Linked DNA regions of Sus scrofa: region 1 is linked to region 2. The links are chromatin contacts, called in public HiChIP or PLAC-seq maps. All regions are on one chromosome and are shown on one strand. The core of a region is the stretch at or near the end of the contact, and the rest is flanking DNA. Distances in the headings are between cores, read along the strand shown.

Region 1 (6,230 bases), core at 331-2,830, 210 kb after region 2:
CTCTTTCTATTTTTAGAGTTTTTAATTTTCAATTAATTTTACTTTCAGTAAAGCTGCAAGAATAGTACCAAAAAACTCCTAAGTTGGGAGTCCCTGTTGATAATGGAAGTAAATCTGACTAGTGTCCAAGAGGATGCAGGTTTGATCCCTGGCCTCGCTCCGTGGGTCGGGGATCCAGCGTTGCCGTGAGCTGTGGTGTAGGTCACAGACACAGCTCGGATTCCGTGTTGCTGTGGCTGTGGTGTAGGCTGGCACCTGGAACTCTGATTCAGCCCCTAGCCTGAGAACTTCCATATGCCACAAGTGTGGCCCTAAAAGCAAAAAAACAAAAAACAAAAAAAAAACTCCTAAGTTCTCAGAAGTTAGCGTTTTACTGTATCTGCTTTATACTTCTCTCTCTTTCTCTGTATACAGATACACAGACACATGCTTTATATATATATGATACATACGTGTATAATTGTATGTTGTATATTATATAGACTCTTTAATATTACTGAATTCTTAAGGATTGCATCAGTGCTCCTGAAGTTTATACATACATATGTATATATATACACACATATACACATACATATATAAACACCCACATACATGTATATCGTACACATGTACTTTTTCCACCTAAGCTGTTTAAGAACAAATTGAAAGAATTATTCCCCTCTGCCCCTGCTTACTCGAGGACATGGCAACATAACTACAATACAATGATCAAAATCAGGAAGCTAATATTGATAAACTATTCTTATCTAATCTATAGATCTTATTCAGATTTTGACAGTTTGCTCAATGTCCGTTGTAACAAAAGAAACTCAGGATGTATTGCATGCAGTTGTCATATCTTTTTAATTTCCTTTCAGCCATTCTCTTTTCATGACAGTGAAGAAAAAGGATATAGTTCAAAATATGGTACTAAAATATGCTTTAAGATGTTTGACTTAAAAAAGACACAAACCCAAACTATAAACTAATGGAAGTAGTGATTGGAGCCAATTTTATTCTTTTAATTATATTTTGCTAATTTAGATATAATCACTAGCAATACTATTTGGAAGATTGGCTACACAGAAAAAATTTGCCGTTTATGGCAAGTATTTCAATAAGTTAAAATAATCAGATATTAAATTACACTCGTATGTTATTATGCTTATATTCATTTTTAAAAAGTAGTTTTTAACCAATGGCTTGCCATGTGCTTCAGATCTTGAAAAAATTGCAAATAAGTAAGTAATAGTTATAGTAGAAATCAAACAAACAACTTTTTTAACCTTAATTCTCCATGTATACCACTGAAATATTAATATCTCAAATCCGAATAAAGATGGAAACTTTAAGGTCAAAAATCGCCTTTGCTAAAAGGAAATGTTAATTCCCTCTGAATGGTTTCATCCACTTCTGCAGTTAGAGCTTCCACTCTGTACCAGTGGGTCCCTCTTCATCTCTCATTTCTGGTCAATAAATTTCTTTTCTGGTTAAGACTCAGTGAAAGTAAACAATTTCAGATGTCTTGTCTGTCCCTTAGTTTGATATCCCATGACTTACACATTACTTCAGTCGTACTTCCTCAATAACTCTTAGCCACGGGCTAACCACTTCTTTAAGCAAACATAAAAGCCTTCCCAAGACTTTGAAATAGTAGATCTATGGGCTAGTAGTTAAAATTACAGGGTTATTTGCTCATATTTATCATACCTTTTACGTGTGAGGAAGTAGGCATCCCAATGGATAGGGTTATGTATTCAAAGATCTCAGGGAAATGATTTTCAGAAGGTGAGGAAGTGATTTTCAGAGTCTTTGATTTATCCTCTGTGGTGTCAAAATTGCACCCTTTAAGAGTTAAGTTTGCAGATGAAAAAAAAATTATGGCCAGTCTAAGAAAGAAGTGGGAAATCTCCTTCAAGCCAACCAGAGGATTATGAGCCAGGAGACAGTCTCAGAGAGGTCAGAGAACTGCTCCCAAGAGGTGAAGGCAGAAGATGGGGTGAGAGCTCAGGGTGGTCAGGATCGACGTGATTCTGACAGGGGCGTGTGCGGTCAAGCACACGTCTCGGTAGAAGGTTACTGCTGCTCTTGAGGTACACATGTCTTAGGTGATGGTTTTAGAAGTTGTCTAAGTATGGAAAGATGCAAGAACTTGGGTTCATAAAATTTTTTCCTGAAAATATCTGACCCTTTGAGGACCAGTTCTGCTGGTTTTCCCAGAGCACAGAGTGCCTCATCCTGATCTTTGCTCTGTGCTGTTGTTCAGCCACTGCAGTAGCTGAGGACTTAATTCTTGTAGAACTGGATGGTGAGCAGCATTCTCTGTTTCATAATCCTTTTCCTTTTGGTCTTAATTTTGACCAGGCTTTGGGAGGTATTTTGTGACCAGTTTGTCCTATGGTGCTGAGAATGCGCATTCCAGGTCAGGCAGAGATTTTGTTGGTAAGCCACTCAGTGTGCTCTTACTAGACAAGGTTCTGTTAACAGTAGCAAAAGCCTGTCAACTGCCTGTCTTATTAGTCTGTTGTAGTCTAGGAAATGGTTCCCCCTTGTTGCTTCTTCCCATATCTAGAGTTATACCATTACAATCATTGATCTTATGGGACTGTATATTTGATCAAGTGTTTCAAGTCACCTAATCATCATTAATTTTATCTGAGGCTCAGTCATACATTTGCTAATGCAAGAAACAATAATCCTGTACAGCTAGTAACATAAAGTTCATACGTATTTTTTTATTAATGATTTTTATATTTTTCCATTATAGCTAGTTTAGTGTTCTGTCAAATTTCTACTGTACAGCAAGGTGACCCAGTCACATGTACACCTACCTATACATTCCTTTTTCTCACATTCTCATGCTCCATCATAAGTGACTAGATATAGTTCCCAGTGCTATACAGCAGGATCTCATTGCTTATCCATTCCAAAGGCAATAGTTTGCATCTATTAACCCCAAACTCCTGGTCCATCCCACTCCCTCCCTCTCCCCCTTGTCAACCACAAGTCTTTTTTCCAAGTCCATGATTTTCTTTTCTGTGGAAAGGTTCATTTGTGCCATATATTAGATTCCAGATATGTGATATCATACAGTATTTGTCTTTCTCTTTCAGACTTCACTTAGCATGAGAGTCTCTAGTTCCATCCATGTTGCTGCAAATGGCGTTAGTTTGATCTTTTTTATGGCCGAGTAGTATTCCATTGTGTATATATACCACATCTTCTTAATCCATTCATCTGTTGGTGGACATTTAGGTTGTTTCCATGACTTGGCTATTTTGAATAGTGCTGCAATGAACATACAAGTGCATGTGTGATAAGTGAGTATTTAAGCTAAGAACCGCAAGTAGGTGAGGTCCAGTATCTCCTCAGATTATCTGACCATCTCTTAGCTATACCAACTGTTCTCTTTAAAAAGAAGTGATATATTGGCATTGTGGATAAAGTTCGCCACAGGTATTTATACATGCAAGGTGAGTGGTGGGTACCTTATAGGACTGAGAAAGAAATGTTATCTTCTAAAGAATTACATGGCTAGCTTGAGAAGAAGAAAAACCGATCTTTATGGTTGAGCAGGTATTCCTGCCATTAGGGAGGTCTGGTTAATGCACAGTGCAGATTCAACATACAAGCCAGAGGGGAGGGAATGGACCCAGAAGTGCAAAGAAATATTTTATGTTTTAAATTTGTCTTGCCTTGCCTTAAAATTTAAGTTTTTATTTCCTCAGTTTAAGGAAGTGTTTAGCAATAGACATTTCACAAATTAAATAATACTGGCTGAAAATCAGAAATCAAGCTATGACTATTTAGAAAGGAGAGTAGTACTTTTTTCCCCCTCTTAAATTGGTTTTCAAAGTGCATCCTAAAGAGGAGAAACATCACCAGATTTGAGCAGCCGTGACATTAACGACGTAAGTGTCTAGGTTTTCAATATGCCAGTGTTAAAAAAGATAGTTGTCCTGCTGGGTGGAGGCTCTGAGCTGCTAGCGCCCTGCATTGTGTAATGAGCCTACCTTTCAGAAGGCCTATAATTCTATCACGGCTCCCATTTTATTTCTTCATCTAACCTAGCCCATTTCTGCACTCTCATCTCTTCCCAGTGTCTCTGTGTTTTGCTCAGTTGACTCATTTTCCAGCAGTGTTGTCTCACTTGACACCACTCCTACTAGACATTTGGCTTCCTTTCTCTCCTCTGTTCCAGAAGCCCTGAGACCCTGCATCTGACCTCTCAGTTATAAACGCCTGGCCTGATCCTTTCAAGGTTTTACTGCTTGCTTCAGCCAGGATGTACCCCTGGAAGTTATGTATGCTTCTAGAGTTTTATTTTAAAAGTCAGTTACCTTACCTTAAAGACACAGCGTAGAATATTCTAGTACCCAAAGCAAAACTCAGATGAGCAATCTGATAAATCAAGCACATAGAAGGGAAGAGAAGTAAAAATCCCTCCTCTGATAATAATGAAGTCTGAGGATTTCAGAAATGAGTAGATTTTATTGAAGATGAATTTATGAAAAATATAATAATATCATCTTTAGGAAGTTTTGCTGAAATCTCACTCTGTTAATAATTTGTGGTTCAAGTGTAGAAGTCCTAGCAATTAGGTTTTACCCTTCGTCCCCTATCTTTCTTTTTTAAAATATTTTTTAAAATTACAGTTGATTCACAATGTTCTGTCAATTTTTGCTGTACAGCAAAGTGACCCAGTCACTTTGCAAATTCTTATATTCACAAGAATGTGAAAAAAATATATATATATATACATTCTTTTTCTTATATTATCCTCCATCATGTCCATCACAAGTGACTGGATGTAGTTCCCTCTGCTATACAGCAGGATCTCATTGCCTGTCCACTCCGAATGCAATAGTTAGCATCTACCAACCCCAAACTCCCAGTCCCTCCCACTCCCTCGCCCTCCCACTTGGCAACCACAAGTCTGTTCTCCATGCCCATGAGTCTGTTTCTTTTCTGTAGATAGGTTCATTTGTGCCATATATTAGATTCCCTGTATAAGTGATAGCATATGGCATTTGTCTTTCTCTTTCTGACTTACTTCACTTAGTATGAGGATCTCTAGTTCCATCTGTGTTGCTGCAAAATGACATTATTTTGTTCTTTTTTATGGCTGAGTAGTATTCCACTACATGCATGATAGGATGCATGTATCTTTTTCAGTGATAGTTTTGTCTGGAAATATGCCTGGGAGTGGGATTGCTAGGTCATATGTTAGTCTATATTAAGTTTTCTGAGGTACCTCCATACTATTTTCCACAGTGGTTGTACCAGCTTACATTCCCACCAACAGTGTAGGAAGGTACCCTTTTCTCCATACTCTCTCCAGCATTTGTTATTTCCTGACTTGTTAATGATGGCTGTTCTGACCGGTGTAAGGTGGTACTTCGTTGTAGTTTTGATTTGCATTTCTCTATAATTAGTGATGTTGAGCATTTTTTCCTGTGTCTTTTGGCCATGTGTATATCTTATTTGGAAAAATGTCTATTCAGGTCTTCTGCCCATTTTTCAATTGGGTTGTTGGTTTAGCCCCCTACCCCTCCTACCTTTCAAACATAGACACAGCATGCAGGACTGTTAAGAAATAGTGTTTGTAGGGGAAAAAAAGTTCCCATTGTGGCTTCTACATGGTGTTAATTTTTATTCCAAAATGACCATCCTAGCTGCTTTTGATTTTGTTAATGTGGCAAAATTCTTAAAAGAGGTCTTAATCTCCCCTAATAACCTCATTTCTAAGGCACTATTTTCAAGACATATTCCAAAATGTAGGAGATGTTCTTCATATTATTTCTTATATATATGAGAAACATGAAAGCATTTAAGAGTCTAACAGTAAGGCTTGAATATATAAATTAGGGCTTGAAATCTTCCAAGATGGGGCCCGGCTGCCCTTTCCTGTCTCTCCCTACATTCTGCTGTCAACCCAGTCTACCCTCTTTTGATTGTGGTATGAGTCGCCACATAGTGTTGTGATACTATAAATGAACATACCCCAGAAGTCCATGCTTTTTGACAGTTAGAAACCAAACTCAAGATACAACCTTCAGTAATTTTACTAGGAATCAGAAGACCCCAGTGGTTTAAAAAGAGAAAAACAAACAAACAAACAAAAACAGCAACAAAAGAACAGCAGGGCAGGAGTCCTCGTTGTGGCTCAGTGGTAACAAACCCAACTAGTATTCATGAGGACTCGGGTTCAATCCCTGGCCTTGCTCAGTGGGTTAAGGATTCAGCAT
Region 2 (6,241 bases), core at 3,550-6,049:
TGGAATTGCTGCATCATAAGGTAGTGGTATATTTAGTTTTCTGAAGTACCTCCATACTGTTTTTCATAATGGGTATACCAGTTTGTATTCCCACCAATAGTGCAGGAAGGTTCCCCTTTCTCCATACCTTCTCCACCATTCGTTATTTGTAGTCTTATTAATGATAGTCATTCTGACGAGTGTGAGATGGTACCTCATTGTAGTTTTGATTTGTATTTCTCTAATAATTAGTGATGTTGAGCATTTTTTCATGTGCCTGTTGGTCATTCATATGTCTTCTTTGGAGAAATGTCTATTTAGGTCTTCTACCTATTTTTCAATTGGGTTGTTTGCTTTTTTGTTGTTGAATTCTATGAGTTGTTTGTATATTTTAGAGATTAAGCTCTTGTCAGTTGCATTGTTTGCATCTGTTTGCTCCCACTCCGTCAATTCTCTTTTAATTTTTATTTTTTGTGGTTTCCTTTGCTATGCAAAAGCTTGTAAGTTTGATTAGGTCTTGTTGGTTTATTTTTATTTCTATTGCCTTGGCAAAGTGACCTAAAAACACATTTGTATCATTGATGTTAGAGAATGTTTTGCCTATGTGCTCTTCTAGGAGTTTGATGGTGTCTCGTCTTATGTTTAAATCTTGAAGCCACTTTGAATTAATTTTTGTGCATGGTATGACAGTGTGTTCTAGTTTCATTGATTTGCATGGGGCTGCCTAGTTTTCCTGAGAGGAATTTTTTTTTTAATTGAAGTATAGTTGCTGTACAATATTATGTAAGTTATAGGTATAAAATACAGTGATTCATAATTTTTAAAAGTTGTACTCCATTTATGGTTAGTATAAAATATAGGCTATAGTCCCTGTGTTGTACAGTATATCCTTGTAACTTATTTTATAACTAACGATTTGTACTTCTTAATCCCCTACTGCTATATTGCCACTCCCCCATTCCCTCTCCCCAATGATAACCACTAGTTTGTTTTCTATATCTGTGCTTCTTTTTTTCTTTATTAAAGTATCATCGATGTATAATATTGTGCCAATTTCTGCTGTACAGCAAAGCGACATAGTCATATATATATATATATATATATATACACATATATACACATATGCATATACATTCTCTTTTTTATGTCATTTTTCCATCGTGGTCTATCCCAAGAGACTGGATATAGTTCTCTGTGCTAAACAGTATGACTCATTGTTTATCCATCCTAAATGTGATAGTTTGCATCTACTAACTCCAAACTCCTGTTGGCCATCTGAGTTTTCTCTTTGGAAAAATGTCTGTTTAGTCTTCTGCCCATTCCTCTGAAAACAGAGGAATTTATTATAGCCTAATAAGGTCATAGTTTTTTTTTTTTTTTAACTTTTAGTGTTCTAGGTGGATTGCTATACCCTATTCTTTTGAGAGAATTGAGATTTCAATTTAAGTCATATCCTTTTTGGCAGTTCCTGCTGTGGCCTCGGTAGGTTAATGATCTGGCCTGTCTCTGTGGAGGCACCGGTTTGATTTCTGGATCAGTGCAGTGGGTTCAGGTGTCAACATTGCTGCAGCTGCGGTGTAGGTCACAGCCCTGGCTTGGATTCAGTCCCTGGCCCCAGAAACTTCACAATGCAGCAGAAAGGAAAAAAAAAAAAAAATCACATTCCTTCTTAAAGGATTTGACTTGAAATACACTGTAGGCTCTGAAGACATCTCTAGTGACAAGATATGGCTAAAGTAATCGTTTCAGACTTCCAGAGTGGTTGCTTTGAAGAACAAAACACTTTGCTTTTCCTCTTTAATGGCATAGTTTTATCAGCTAGGTTATTTTATACTTAAAACTTGCCTTTTTGTTTCCCAGGTTGCCTGGTTCAGGTTGTGTAATGGATAGTGGTATTTAAAAGCGCCTAACTTTCTTTGCCTCTCATACACGGAATATTAAAAAGAAGAAAGCTAGCATGTGGTTTTCCTCTTGGAAAGGGAGAAACGCTATGACAGAAATGGCTGTAGAGATGCTCTCTTTACTTTCTGAATAGCAGTAGTAGTGATAGAGTAGGTTGTGACCGTGCTACAGATACCAGAAGATGGCAGTTACTTCAAGGAGGGGTCCAGCGGCGTTCAAAGCTTGCACAGGATGAGCCGTGTGAAAGGGATGTTTAAGTAGCAGGGTTCTTTGATCACCTTTGTGTTATTGAATGATTTCTAAATATTCTCTTTTACCTTGGCCTACTTCTAACAGAATTTATCCTATGCTTAATTCAGTTTCTCAGAGAAGGATATGAACTTCTTGATTTTTTTTTTCTCATGTTACTTTAAGAAATAAACTTTATATTTAAGTATCCATTAAGAGAAGGGAGTAATAATTCTCACACTGGAGTTTATTATCCAAGGAAAGAAATCCACTTTATAGACCATGTAATGGACAAGTTTTGTTTGTAGTCATAGACTGAAGCCCTATGATTGAAGCAGAAGCCCTAATACCCTGCTTAATATTAGTTAACATTAATTAATATTAGTATTAGTAAGTTCACGTTAAAACTAATTTGGCAGTTTATGCTGATGCTAGTGTTTAGAAAGATAAAGATTTTTTTATGCCTTAACTGATAGTCCTTTGTCCTTTGTCCCAATGGGTGACATTTTCCCAATAGTCTGTAGTGGAGCTCAAGCAGATCCCAGTTTGTTTTCTGGCCTTGCCACTTACTAGGTGTTTGAGCCTTAACTTTCTCATCTGAATAAAGGAGTAATAGTACCCACCTTAGAATAGCCGTGAACATTAAATGAAGTGAAGTATGTGGTGAAGTTAGCACATTGCCTGGCACGCTTAATAGAAAGATTTTTTTTTTAATTAATTGAAAATTTTGAGCCTGAGACAGGATCTCAGGACAGTTCCAGAATTGGACTGAGCAGCTATACATCCATCTTTTGAACTTTAGGAAGAGCACACAGGCTTGGAGCATATATGTAAAATGAAGGAATGCACACTGAGTATAGTTCCTGGCACAGAGTGAATGAATAACCCAGACAGGTTAGAGAGCAATAACTCGGAGTATTGTTTCTTACTCAGTTTTCCAAAAGTCTAAAATGCGTGCCTTATTAACATGGCTGTATATAGGCTGTACCATCACAATAAAGGTGTAAATTTAAAGGACACTGAGTATGCTGCGTAATAAAGATGAGCAAGTTAATCTTAATACAATCAAATATAAACTCCTTCAAGGCAAGTTTTTCGTGTGTTTTGTTCACTGCTATCTCCTCACAGACTAAAATGGGCCTGACACTTAAAAGATGCTCCAAAAATTTGATCGAATGAACAGATGGATGAATGTGTACTGAACTCATTTCAGAATGTGCATTCCTAGCTTCATGCAGTCCTGATTACGAAATTTTCTGTGGCACAGTGGTTAATAGTATAAACTGCCCCCAGACAGTCTCATCTTGGTTCCACTATAGACGGCCAACCTTGGGGCAGTTGTTTACTTCTATATTCCTTAGTCTTCTCATCTGTATAATGGGCTAATAACTGCACCTACCTCATCAGTTTCTTATAAGTATTAATTTAATGAATGTTTGTAAAGCACTTAGCATCTGCCTCCACTAAGTTCTCTGTCAATGTTTGTTAAATAAATAATGGATAAACAAATCAAAGGGACCTCTCTTTGGCTACCGCTTATTGTGTTCAGAATAGACACACAAGCCAGAGATGTTCCTCCATCAGCTGATACTGGCATGATGTTGGGTTGTTGGTCTAGCTCACAAAGAAGAGCTAGATTTCATTCCTCTTCCAGGAAGTTACCCTTGGAAAGTAGGCTGTGGGAAAGATGACTCACAGCTCAGAGAAGGGTACCCATTAGAGGATGCAGGCAACAAGGGCTACCATTGGCCCGGGCAGTGGTGAGGATGGAGTGTTTTGTGCAGAGAAAAACAAAAGTGGGGTTGGGGTGGGGTGGGGATGGTGCAGAATGCCAGGGGTGGGTCTAGGCTCTGTTGGAGTGGCTACATTTGTGTAAAGTGTACTTCCTGTCCCTTAGTTTATTTATCTTGTAACTTGAGTGAAGCTCCATTCCTTGTGCAACAAAGGACAGGGTATGATTAGTCATTCACAACAACTAGCTTGTCGTGTCTTAATTTATTCCTCTTTAGTAAATGGTTTCTGGTCTGTAAATGATCTGTTGTCCTGGGATGTGGTGGTAGAAGCAGCTACTGGGGAGGATAAATTCACATCTGGCCCCTACAGGCTCAGGCAGTGTTATATTGCTTACAGTGTAACAAAGGCAGGAATCTGCTACAAAGTGGTATTGACTTATTTAGTCAAGAGTCAAGTATCCCTGGATAATACTTTAGCCCTTGAGACTATCTATGTTACTATGTAAGTGACTAGATCAATAAAAAAAGGTTAAATGATGTTTATTGTAGCTTTTCCCCCCTTTCTGTAATGTAGAGAAGCATGCAGTTTGTTTTGGCAAGTTTTCTTGTAATACCAGGTAAACTTTAAATCACAGGAAGTCTGGACAGTGATAAAAACACATCTTGAAAACATGTAACTAGAAGTTCAAAGGCATTACTAACTTGGGGCAAAGCAGTGGTAAGGAGGGTTAGTGTAATTTCTTAGGGCTCTGTTACTTTTGCTCTGTATCTCCAAGATTGGGGCTTTTAGATAAAGAAGAAAACAGATCCTCTTCTTCCTGATGTCTGTACACAAAACTAAGTGAAAGGACACAGATCCTGTTTGGGTCACATGCCTACTTCTAGATGTACCACCATATCCAGGGGGTGCTGGCTCTGATTGGTCCAGTCTGTGTCACATGTTTCCTCTGAGGCCATGGGGCTGGGCTACCATGAGTGACAGCCCAGCCAGGACAGAGTGGAGGAGGGGAGGCACCAGAGGGGAAGAGTGCTGGCAGGAGAGACTCTTCCACTCCAGGCAATTGAATGGCAGAGTGTTTGTTATTCAGGAAACCACTCCTCCTGAGCCACTCTCTTGATGCCAGATAAATAAGATTTCACACTATTTGGAGTTACCCTCTTTGGAAACATGCAAAATAAAAATGGCATTACATTAAAAAAGTACACTGTCATTTTAAATCACATTTTTAATACCTATAGTGTAATGGAAAGGAAACCTTTTTCCACTAGCTTTTTCACCATCACAGTGGTACCGATGTACCCTCTTTCCACCCTCCAAATCTTAAAAGAAAAGTTGAAATCAGTCTGGGTGGGTGTTGCAATACGAGTTCGATATACTGTACTCTTTAGTTAGCATGCTCAGGATGAAAGCTTTTGGCATCCTTTTCTTAACAGTCACAGAGGAAAAAATTGCTTTGGCATAAAGGTCCTCTGGTTTTGCTATGCCACATTAACCAAGATGTGTAAGTGTCGTAAGTGAACTATTGATATTGCTTAAGTGGTCCAGAGAGACTATTCCAGAGTTAAAGTTGTTATCCCCAGGAGAGCTTAACCTACCTTCCTCCCATAAATAAAGCATCCCTTCCATCACATAAATTAGCCCGGTCTCTCCAGACAGTCAGCGTTTTGTTTTACCCTAAAAGGCTCTGCTGTGTGAAATTGGAATGCAGGATTAATAAGCTGCTTTTGTGTTACACAGGTTGATACTACGATAAAGACAGATTCCAGGATCAAAGCACAATCCTCTGATTTACCTTTCTAGTCTAATTAGAATTTGTAGGAAATGTAACCTTCCATTAGTTTTCCCCATGCCAGGCATAAAAGATGTATTGAGCCTTTTTTTTTTTTTTCCTTCTGTGCCTAGCCAGATTGTTTCGTGCTGTTAACTAGCAGCTTACATGGTAAAGTGAAAGAAATTGTCTGACTCGGATTCTTCAACAGGCATGTGCGCTGTTCAGTTTTCTAAACAAGACCAGCCAGCTTACTAGTTCACAGAAGTGGTTCCTTATTCTTTTCTTATGTTTTGGACTTAGACAGGTAGGACTAAGTATGCTACACAAAGAGTCTAGAAATATTTGTGTATGGGATGTTTTTGAAGACTAGCCAGCTATCACCAAGTAGACATAACAGGAAAGGAAACAATAGGAAATTTGTCACTGTTAGGCCTTTTCTGTGCATGTCTGCCTTCAAAGCAGTTTTTTTAATTATTAAAACCCTGTGATTCACTTTACGTGTCAATTCTTTCTGTCCCCCGGCAAGAATTATTTAAATGTCTGTGTGGGAGGAAGTGCAGGATCACAGTGGTGCTCCCGATCGTGGGCCTTGGTCCTGCTTCACAGAATCCAGAGTTCATGTTGGCT

What was found. HiChIP or PLAC-seq counts read pairs in DNA pulled down with a chosen protein or histone mark.
Region 1: an H3K27ac HiChIP or PLAC-seq map of alveolar macrophages shows a contact between it and region 2. The contact joins two enhancer-like sites.

What each region holds. Positions count from the first base shown.
Region 1 is chr18:33,679,386-33,685,615 of Sscrofa11.1, forward strand. The region is part of intron 12 of DOCK4 (dedicator of cytokinesis protein 4); the gene reads left to right. Among named protein-coding and RNA genes, the nearest start is that of DOCK4, 260 kb to the left of the region's middle. Within about 2 kb of position 1,581, at least 1 of the 83 cell types and tissues checked has an H3K27ac peak or open chromatin away from gene starts, as enhancers often do. A contact at or near this core is called in alveolar macrophages, where this site is marked.
Region 2 is chr18:33,462,287-33,468,527 of Sscrofa11.1, forward strand. The region is part of intron 1 of DOCK4 (dedicator of cytokinesis protein 4); the gene reads left to right. Among named protein-coding and RNA genes, the nearest start is that of DOCK4, 42 kb to the left of the region's middle. Within about 2 kb of position 4,800, at least 39 of the 83 cell types and tissues checked have an H3K27ac peak or open chromatin away from gene starts, as enhancers often do. A contact at or near this core is called in alveolar macrophages, where this site is marked.